3 separate regions of the Mus musculus genome follow, and all the other regions are linked to region 3. Evidence: chromatin contacts called from public Hi-C data. All regions are on one chromosome and are shown on one strand. Each heading gives the region's core, a stretch centred on a gene start, on an enhancer-like site or on the middle of the called end of the contact. The rest is flanking DNA. Distances are from core to core; before and after follow the strand shown. Region 1 overlaps Rora (RAR-related orphan receptor alpha). Region 2 overlaps Rora (RAR-related orphan receptor alpha). Region 3 overlaps Rora (RAR-related orphan receptor alpha).

Region 1 (3,107 bases), core at 445-2,944, 120 kb after region 3:
TTCTTTTCTTTATATATATATTTTTTTTTGTTTTGTTTTGTCACGGATTGTTATCTTCATTTCTCACTTCTGATTTCTACAGAACACAGTGCAAACATAAATATTTCTTTCGGACGATGCTTGAGTGTTTCCTGTATGCTAGACCATTCTGGTGCCACCTATATGCTGTGATAGTCAGATTCAAGCTCTTCCTGTCAATCAGGTGTCTCGGGTGGTGAATCAGCATTTTTTTTTTTTTTCAAATACCAAGATGCTGGCAGCCACAGTTAACCAGAGAGGGCTATGCTGAGGGTTTTGGGCTTGCCAGTTTGTAGTTTCTCAGAGGTACATACCATTGGAAAACCAAGACACTTGGCGACACACAAAACTATCTGATCCCACAAAACATTGATTGGTTAAGGCCCACTCTTATATCTATGTGTGAACATGGTTTGATTTCAAGTAATCAAAGAGTTAACAATAAAATATCTTCACGAGTGATCCTAGGACTGGTTCCTGAACCTGGAGTAAAGCTCCTAACTGGAGCCTGTAACAGGCAGATTACTGAGTCCCACCTAGAGATGGCATGGTGGAGTCAGTGTTGGGTCGGGCCCCGAGGGCGGATTTAATCAGCATCCTGGGTGTTTCTGATACAGGCGGGCATCCTTGGGCCTCAATTGTTACACCCTTGTGTTCTAAGCTGTCAGCTTTGGGGTAGGCGGTGGGCTGCTCTACTCCCTCAGTGGTTCCTAGAGACCATCAGTCCTCGCCATCACATGGAAGGCATTTATCTTGTGTAGAGTTCTGTTTCTGGTGATCTGGGCCAAAGCCAATGAGTCAGTATTCACAAAAGTTCTTTTGATGGTCGTGAGGGTTAGATCAGTTTGGAAAGCCCTATTCTGGCCTCCTAACTGAGGTCTAAAGCGAAGCTCCAACAGTGAATGATCTTAGGGTAAACACAGGCTTCCTCGGGGTCCTCTGAAGAGAAATAGAGATGGGAACCCAATGTAAGGGATTTCTGTCATCACTTCAGTAACAGCCACACTTGGAATCGTTTTCTGTGGCCTTGCTAAACACTAGCATGAAGGAGGAAGTGGGTGGAATGTTACCCCCAGATCTCTTAACCCCACGTGACCTAAACAGGAGAGGGTCCTGAGGCAGTCTAGGCAGTCCAATAAGGGCGCTTATGATAATGGCAAAGCTCTCTACTCCTTTTCCTGAATGACACTGTCTGGAGTTCTGGCCTCTGTTTGCAACATTGACTCCAGACCTGTATGTGGGAACTGAATCTCCCAGAGCAGGTGGGGGAGTTGGCCACAGAGTCCAGCCAACTCTAATGGAAACAGCAATGTCTTTCCTGTGTTACCTTTTCTATCTTTTTTTTTTTAATTTAATGTTATTTTTTTCAGCAACAAAGTAAAGATTCCCTACTCCTAAGCTCTTCCTCAGCACTTCCTATGAACAAAAGGGCCTTTCTCCGGCCTAAGCATCCTCTCAGTGTGTCTGCAGTGGCCAAGCTGGGGGAGTGGGGTTAATGACCAGACATCCTACCTCCTACTCCAAATGACCAGACACCCTGTCTCTGATTCCAATAACCAGACACCCTGCCTTTTGTGTAGAGTGAGTTTTCATCTGGAAACGCCAGTAAAGTTGGACTCTGAGTGGTGTGGAGGCAGACAACACTCCAACTGACTCTGGCCCTGGGAGGTGGTTGTGCAATATACCTACCCCATTGCTTGGGGCAGCTTCAATGCTGTGGGCTACTCAGACAGTGGTGACCATGACATATGTAGTCTGTGTCCTTGGTGAGTGTATGCTGTGGTGGGTAATGTTTGAGTAAACATGCCAGCTGCCTTCATATAGGTAACTCCAGCAGCACAACCAGTCTGACAGAAGTAGGATGGCTTGGTGGATGAGCAAAAAGAGAGCTCAGTCACAGGCTTTCCCCAAACCTTGCTAAACGCCCTGCAGCAGGCCTAGAACGGATCTCAGAGGCTCTCTGGTCTCTCAGCACCCAGTATTGTCAGTATATTAGACAGGATGGAACTTTCAAGGTATACAGGCTCTTAGGGATTAGAGAGCTGGAGCTTTTAAAACTTCACACTGCTTACAGAGGACCTGAGTTTTAGTCACAGTGCTCATGCCAGGCCAATCAACCCAATCCAACACGCTCTACTGGCCTCCTGTACTCATGTGCACATACCCCCCACACACATACACACACACACACACACACACACACACACACACACACAGACATGTACTTAAAAGTCAAATTTTAAACAATATATGTGTATTTGTGTGTGCGTGTTCTATTTGAGATTCTGGTGATTTTGGTCTGATGGCCTTGGTGGATCGCATGTGCTGGTAAATTGTAAGCTGCATAGATGATTCTGATTGAGAAATCGCTTAAGTTCAACACCTTTATTTGATGCATGAGTCATCTGGGCCCCCAGTTGCCACACGGTGTTGAGGAGTGGAAAGCCCCAGCCTGCGTGTGGAGGGAAGCGGATGAAGGCATGGGCTCTAGTCTGGATCTGCTGCATGGTAACTGGCAGGTTTTCTTCGCTTGCCTTCTTGCCCTGTTTGTAAAATTAGAAGGTTGTGATTGACAGCTGCCAAGGTCTTTTCCAGAGTTCATGTTTCTATAAGAAAAAAAAATGTTTCCGTTACAGTTGAAAGGTGGGCTGGGGTCTCTCGTTCAAGATGTAGGAAAGGCACACAGAAGCCTGCTGACTTCTTTACTCCCTGTCCCCAACTATAACTGCTTAAGATACTTCAGTCGGCTAACCAGCTCCTTTTGGAAGTGAAAATTCTAAGGTAGAAAGAGGTAATTACTAATGCCAGCTATTTAAATACATTTTAAAACAAGAAGGCTTTCATTAATATTAACAAATATGCCTAAACTTAGTTCTGGCAAATTACAGCCCTGCTTTATCAAGTTCTAGCCCAAAGCCTTTTCCATTTTTGATGGTTGAGTTGAAACCTAGGAGTGGGGTATTAACTGAAAAATGAAGACCACCAAACAGCCTAAACCACTGTATTCCACCGTGATTGTATTCCCAACGGCACACTAAAGCCCCAGATCCCTAAGAGATGTAGTACACCCCCCCATTTCTCCCCAGTGA
Region 2 (3,050 bases), core at 279-2,778, 74 kb before region 3:
TTATTAATTTCACAGCCCTGTGCTGATCTTGCAGCATTTCTTTCTCCTTACTTGCTCTGTGCCCACCAAGTGTCTTATATGTTTTAATTTTTTATTCCACTAGCTTTCTTGGAGTGGTGTGTGTGTGTGTGTGTGTGTGTGTGTGTGTGTTCTGTTATTGCTGCTGTTTTTTTGTTGTTGGTTTGAGAAAGAGTCTCATGTATCCAAGGCTAGGTTTGAACTCACTATGTTGCTGCGGATGATCGTGAACACCGAATCCCCCTGCCTCTACCTTCCGTGAGCTGGGATTATAGGTGGGTGCCACAGTACCTGACTGATGGGTTTCAAATCTGAAGCTCCTTGAAGAACTTAAGACTGTGATGCCTTCTGCTAAAAGAAGACTCAGTGACAAGCTCTCATTTATCAGAAGTCATGCTGGATAAGTGAGCTGCATTCCTGGTAGGAGGAACCCAGTGGTGACACTGGTGGGATTTATGTTCAGTCCTCCAACTCAAGGACATCCTGACATGAGTGTAGTTCAGGTTCTTCCACCTAGTAGCCCACCCTGCAATGACTATTGCCTGCCTGTCAGGACTAGAACCAGGCTTGAGGGGACACCTGAGGCAGAGTCTGCCCTTAAGGAACTGACAGTGGCTGTGTGGGATGCCTTTTCCTATGAATGGGTTACAGAAATAGACTCTGGGAGCTCTGAGGTCAGATTTTGGGGTGAAGGGGTCTTAACACAGAGGCTTACAAGTAAGTGGAATCTTTCAAGAGGAGGAGCTTTCAGACACAGAAGGGAAGTTGTGGGAGAAAGCTCAGTAGACAGGAGGTCAATATACAAACAGAAAAGAAGGAAGTTAGGACTCAAAATGCCTGGCGCATAGTCAGCATGGCCAGACTAGAGTGGGTCAAGCAAGAGGATGCAGTGTGGGTTCTGGCTAGTGTTCACATTTCTAGCCAGAAAGAACAAAGATGGCCCAGGCTTTGATACCTGGCTCACTCACTCCCTAAGCAGCAAGAATGCAGTAAGGCACTGAAAATCCAAGGGCCTCAATTTCTCCCTAGCCACACAGGGTGTTGTAATCCTATCCTGGTGTTGTCCTGAAAATCAGCAGGAAGCCACATCAGCTGTCTGTCCCCCAAGTTTACCAGTCATTATTTGCCTTTGTGTGAGGTGTCCTTATCATAGGTCACAGACTCAAAAAGCCAGTGGCCCAGCAGGTAACAGAGGTAGCAAGAGAGCCAAATTGAAGGGACTCTGCAGTGTGGAGGAGGTCTGATGTACACTAGGCTCCTCAGGACAGGAAGCGCTACATGATCCCAGATTTCAGATTATTAGAAATGTGCAGTACAAATTTCGGTCTGAAGTGTCCCCTGCAGTTGTGATCTGAAGTTGAGAACATGGCCAGAGTCCAGGCAGTCCATGTCTGTGGGCAGCCAGGTGGAGACCTTTGATCTTGTTTTTATGGAGTGATGGGTCTGTACAGGGCAAGGCTGTGGTTGTTCCTCGTTCTTAGCAGGGCTGGTTCTTGGCACCTGCCCCATGGTTAGAGGGCACCAACTGGCCACATGCAGACACCAATCACCAACGCCAAGGGTGAGGAAAAGCCAAGCCAGCAAGTGAGGTTTTCAACAGTGCTGAATTCAAAGAGTGACCCCATATCTTCGCACAAGCCCAGGAACGAAAACTTTTCAAAACTCAGCCCCAGCGAGACTCTCCTGGGAGAGAAGCAGATCCTTAAGGGGGGCTGGGGGGGGGGAAGAATCTGTAGTCTGTGAGGGGCAAGGTTTGCCAAGCTATTAAACAGCAAGTTACAATAGGCAAGTGCAGAGATCACAGACTCGGGGATAAATGTACACTCATCTATACGGGAAACTTTGATGCTTTCAAATGCTCCCACCATCTAAGGAGCAGGCAGCAGGCAGCGCCTACATATCTCACAGCGGTCTACCTGTCTGGGTGTTTGGGCTCGACGGCAGGAAGCTCTTTGAAACCAGGCTGAGGTATTTCAAACAATTCTGTTTGACTCTCCAGCTTGTATATTCTGCTAATGCCCCTTTTTGTTGTTGTTAAATTGGCTTTTTTTTCTTTTTATTTATTTAATTTTTTTTTTTTTTTTTTTTTTTTACTAATTTTGGAATCTCCTATTAAGCTGGCAGTCTGCAAAGGAGACGATGACAAAGCTAAGATGCCTTTTGACTATCTTAATTGAATTAACACACACACACACACACACACACACACACACCACACAGGTGAATAGCTTACCCACAACCCTATGTAAGGAAGGAGATAAATTAGACTCAGAGATCAGAACTATGTCCAACAACAGCCCCATTAAAAGTGCCAAATGTCTGAAGCACTTGACTCCTGCCCAGATTATTTCCTGATGGTTTAGGGAGGGATGTTTACAACTTTCTATGAGTAATAAATAAATTAGGAGCCACCCATTAGAGCTTTCTAAATTATAGACATGACAGGCAAATTTCTCCTCTTTGGAAGCATAGAATGACCTGAAAGCCAGTCCTCGGCTTCAGCCTGTTTTCTCTTTGATTCTCTTTTCATTTTTTCTCAGTTACTGAGGGAAGGAAATAGCAATGTTGAGGAGTTTGCCCCGTCCCTTGTGCTTGCAGCCACAGTTCTGGTAACGAGGAGTGAGGGCCCGATGTGGGGGATACCCAGCCATCCTCCTACCACTTGGGGAAAGGAGGTAGGACAATCTCAGTTCCAGCCTGAGCTACACACAGTGAGATCTCATTTCGATCCTCTAGTGTTTCCCCCAAATAAATCAAGGTGTCTGTTGAAGTCATGGAGTGGAAACCCACAGGGCTCCAGTTTCCTCTCTCCTGTTGATCTCACACAGGCCTTGCTCATCCTTCACCGGTTTGCTTCTTACAGTCGATACCTGTGTCCTGGCAAGGAGAAGTCAAATGGAAGATTTGAGAAGGTGGCTTCTGTGAGTCAGGGCTTCAAAGCTATTTCCTACAAGGAAAGAAAAAAAATTGTCTCTTTTTGCTAATGTTGCAGGAGGTGTGGTAGCTTGGCTATCTCTTCCAACAGCGTGTTG
Region 3 (3,153 bases), core at 326-2,825:
GTTACCTTGGAAACTGAGGCATGGGTTTCATCCATGTCAAGAGGGACAGTACCAACGTCATCACTCGAAGATTATTGGGAATACTTAGGTCATGTGGCAGCAGCTTTGGAACACAAGTAGGAAAATCGAGATGTTTGCAGGGGGCACTGTGGTCACACATTCCCCAGTGACAGGGACACATTCTGAAAATTGCATTTTGGATATCCCAACCCCCCCCCCCTTTGCGGTTTTATGCTTCTTTCACTGGGACATAACAAATTCCAGTACAAACTAAGCTATGTTCCTAAGACCTATCCTAGTTGACAAAGTCAAGATTTGAAAGACTAAGACCTCATTACAAACAAGAATTTAAAGAAGAGAGGATGAAATTATTTCCATAAATAAAGATAAAGGAATGTTTCTTTAAATGTGTGTGTGTGTGTGTGTGTGTGTGTGTGTGTGTTTGTGCACATGCATGTGTGTATATACCACAGCACATGTGCAGAGGTCAGAGGACAACTAGAGTTGGTTCTCTCTTACCATGAGGGTCCTGGGGATTGAACTCTCCTCTTCAGGCTTAGTTGCATGTACCTTTACAAACTGAGCCATCTCCTGTGCCCTTAAATGAATATTGTGTACAGGGTGTCTCTGTAACTACTTCCCAAGGTATTGGAACTGCCCTAGTAACACCTTCTTCAGCTGCTGAGGAAATTCCACGATGTTCACAGCCCAGGCAGGAATCACTCACACTTCCTGTGAGGGAGGCATGGCTTCTCAGTTTTCTGGCCATCCCTTTCTAGCTAAAATTATCTTTCTATTATGAAATATTCAGGGACTAGGGATATAGTCTAGTAGAGTACTTGCCTTGCTTGCACTGAATCCTGGGTTCAATCCTCAGCACCCGGTAAGATGGGGGCGATGGCACACACTTACAGTCCCTGGAAATGGAGACAGAGGAACATCAGAAAGTTCAAGGTCATCCTTGGCTATATTGTGAGTGTGAGACAAGCATGGCCTACATGAGGCCCTGTTTGTAAGAACAAGGAAGGAAGGAAGGAAGGAAGGAAGGAAGGAAGGAAGGGAGGGAGGGAGGGAGGGAGGGAGGGAGGGAGGGAGGGAGGGAGGGAGGGAGGGAGGGAGGGGAGGGAGGGAGGGAGAGAGAGAGGGAGGGACGGAGGGAGGGAGGGAGGGAGGGAGAGAGACAGAGACAGAGAGAGAGAGAAAGAAAGAAAGAAAGAAAGAAAGAAAGAGAGGGGGGAGAGGGAAAGAGAGAGGGAGGGAGAGGGAGGGAGGGAGAGAGAGAAAGAAAGGAAAGAAAGAAAGAAAGGAAAGGAAAGGAAGGAAGGAAGGAAGGAAGGAAGGAAGGAAGGAAGTCAGCTGAGCCAATACAGTGTTTTCTATGCAAGCATGCACAGTCTGAGATTCCCAAAACCTACATAGAAAAGAAAAGGGGAAAAAATGTGATGCTGTGCATTTATAATTCAGGTCTGAGGAGGCACAGACAGGAGGATCCCAGGGGGCGTAGGTCTCTAGCCAGTCTGGTCAATCAGTGAACTTGATCCCAGGGGGCATAGGTCTCTAGCCAGTCTGGTCAATCAGTGAACTTCCGATTCACCCACGCTCATCAACAGGTCAACAATAGGTGAACTCTCATACGTCAATACCCAAGCAGTCTTTGGCAAGACTTTGATACATTGTGCCCTTTTCCCATGCTAAATCAAATGCCAATCATGATACTGTTTCATTCAGGAATATTTCCCATTGTGTCCTGTCTGAACTGAAAGCTGCTCTCTCCCTCTCTCTCCCCCTTGTTCCTTTTCAAGGCCACTCAGGAAGGCCTTGTGATTAGCACTGTGTTTTGCCTTCTAAGTCCTGCCACGTCCACAAACTCAATTTTCTGTTCTGTGCTTCTCTAGAGACCTTCCGGTATGGTGAGCATTAAATGTATCTCTCTGTGAACATTAGCAGACTTCGGACTGGTAGATAAAGATGCTAGTTTTCCCAGGAATCAAAACCTAGACAGTGCCTACCTCTTTCCTGCCTTCATTGCAGAGCACTGCATAAAGCGTACTGAGTTAAGCAGGGATAATTTTTCTGATGTAAAGTCTGGTTAGGCTAACTCTTTACCCAATTACACAGCACTGTAGACCCTCGTGAAAGCAGCTAGCTCTGTCACCACTGTCCCCTAGGAAAGGTCAAGGCTGCAATTAGCAGTTGCCATGAGAAACGGGGCCTCACAACGAGATACCTGAAACAATCAAAACAAAGAAAAACAAAGCGATTCTGAATAAGCGTTCCCATTCATTGTTTCATTTTATCTACCCAGTAGCCCTTTGAAATGGGTGTTTCCATACTAGCCTTTTTCTCATGATTAAAATTTTATTTATATACCTTTATTGTAGGTATTTTAGGAGACATAGGCAGGGCAATGAGAAAGTGACCCATCATTTCCTATCTCCTGGAAATAACCACTCTAATTAATTTAGTGTATATATTTTCGATCTGTCTTTTCAATGTGCTTCTTCTTTTTTGGCAAAGATTATTCTCTGGCATTTTGTATCCTTCTGCTTCCCTTGCTTCATGCTGCTAGAACATCCTTCTCTGAGATTTGTGTTATCCCATGATATAGACATCCTTGACCTACATCATCCTCTTTGTTGACACTTGTGTGGCTCCTGCCTTGTGTATCTCTCAAATAAGCAAGGGGGTGATGAAAGGATCTGCATGGACCATGAGTCAAAGATTAATCAATATGGTTATACTTCTTCTATATTTGGTTTTCTTTTAAGTATTTTTTAACTTTATTATTTATATGACTAGACTGTAGCTGTCTTCAGACACACTAGAAGAGGGCATTGGATCCCATTACAGATAGTTGTGAGCTACCATGTGGTTGTTAGGAATTGAACTCAGGACCTCTGGAAGAACAGCCAGTGCTATTAACAGCTGAACCATCTCTTCAGTCCCATCTTTTTTCTTTTCTTTTTAAGGAAGAACTCTCTGTATAGTCTAGGCTAGCCTCCAACTTGTGACAACCCTCCTGTCTCAGTTTCCCTAGTGCTGAGATGACTATCACATGACAGTTAGACTGTCTCAGTTGGGCCATATTTCTAGTGGTAGAATTTTATGATGAAAGAAAACAATTATATCCCTGTTCAATTAGGGAAACTGAGG

Evidence for each region. Hi-C and Micro-C count contacts between places; a contact is called where the count stands out from the background.
Region 1: a contact with region 3 is called in a Hi-C map of Sertoli cells, with 2.6 times the contacts expected there. The contact joins two enhancer-like sites. A contact is called at or near these places in 2 of 39 promoter capture datasets (both in liver), 18 of 484 Hi-C or Micro-C datasets (LSK cells, Sertoli cells, cortical neurons and 8 more), 3 of 115 datasets of contacts at active chromatin or transcription factors (the SCID.adh cell line, embryonic stem cells and liver) and 1 of 9 other capture datasets (pancreatic islet).
Region 2: a contact with region 3 is called in a Hi-C map of liver, with 3 times the contacts expected there. The contact joins two enhancer-like sites. A contact is called at or near these places in 10 of 484 Hi-C or Micro-C datasets (Kupffer cells, Sertoli cells, epidermal suprabasal cells and 2 more) and 1 of 9 other capture datasets (adipose tissue).

What each region holds. Positions count from the first base shown.
Region 1 is chr9:69,298,032-69,301,138 of GRCm38.p6, forward strand. All of the region lies in intron 2 of Rora (RAR-related orphan receptor alpha), which reads left to right. It overlaps Gm46153 (a long non-coding RNA gene), which reads right to left. Exons shown (of 2, transcript XR_001779364.2): 2 at 2,389-2,624. Among named protein-coding and RNA genes, the nearest start is that of Gm46153, 6.0 kb to the right of the region's middle. Within about 2 kb of position 1,695, at least 39 of the 459 cell types and tissues checked have an H3K27ac peak or open chromatin away from gene starts, as enhancers often do. A contact at or near this core is called in Sertoli cells, where this site is marked.
Region 2 is chr9:69,109,008-69,112,057 of GRCm38.p6, forward strand. All of the region lies in intron 1 of Rora (RAR-related orphan receptor alpha), which reads left to right. Among named protein-coding and RNA genes, the nearest start is that of Gm46153, 200 kb to the right of the region's middle. Within about 2 kb of position 1,529, at least 12 of the 459 cell types and tissues checked have an H3K27ac peak or open chromatin away from gene starts, as enhancers often do. A contact at or near this core is called in liver, where this site is marked.
Region 3 is chr9:69,182,511-69,185,663 of GRCm38.p6, forward strand. The region is part of intron 1 of Rora (RAR-related orphan receptor alpha); the gene reads left to right. Among named protein-coding and RNA genes, the nearest start is that of Gm46153, 120 kb to the right of the region's middle. Within about 2 kb of position 1,576, at least 7 of the 459 cell types and tissues checked have an H3K27ac peak or open chromatin away from gene starts, as enhancers often do. A contact at or near this core is called in Sertoli cells and liver, where this site is marked.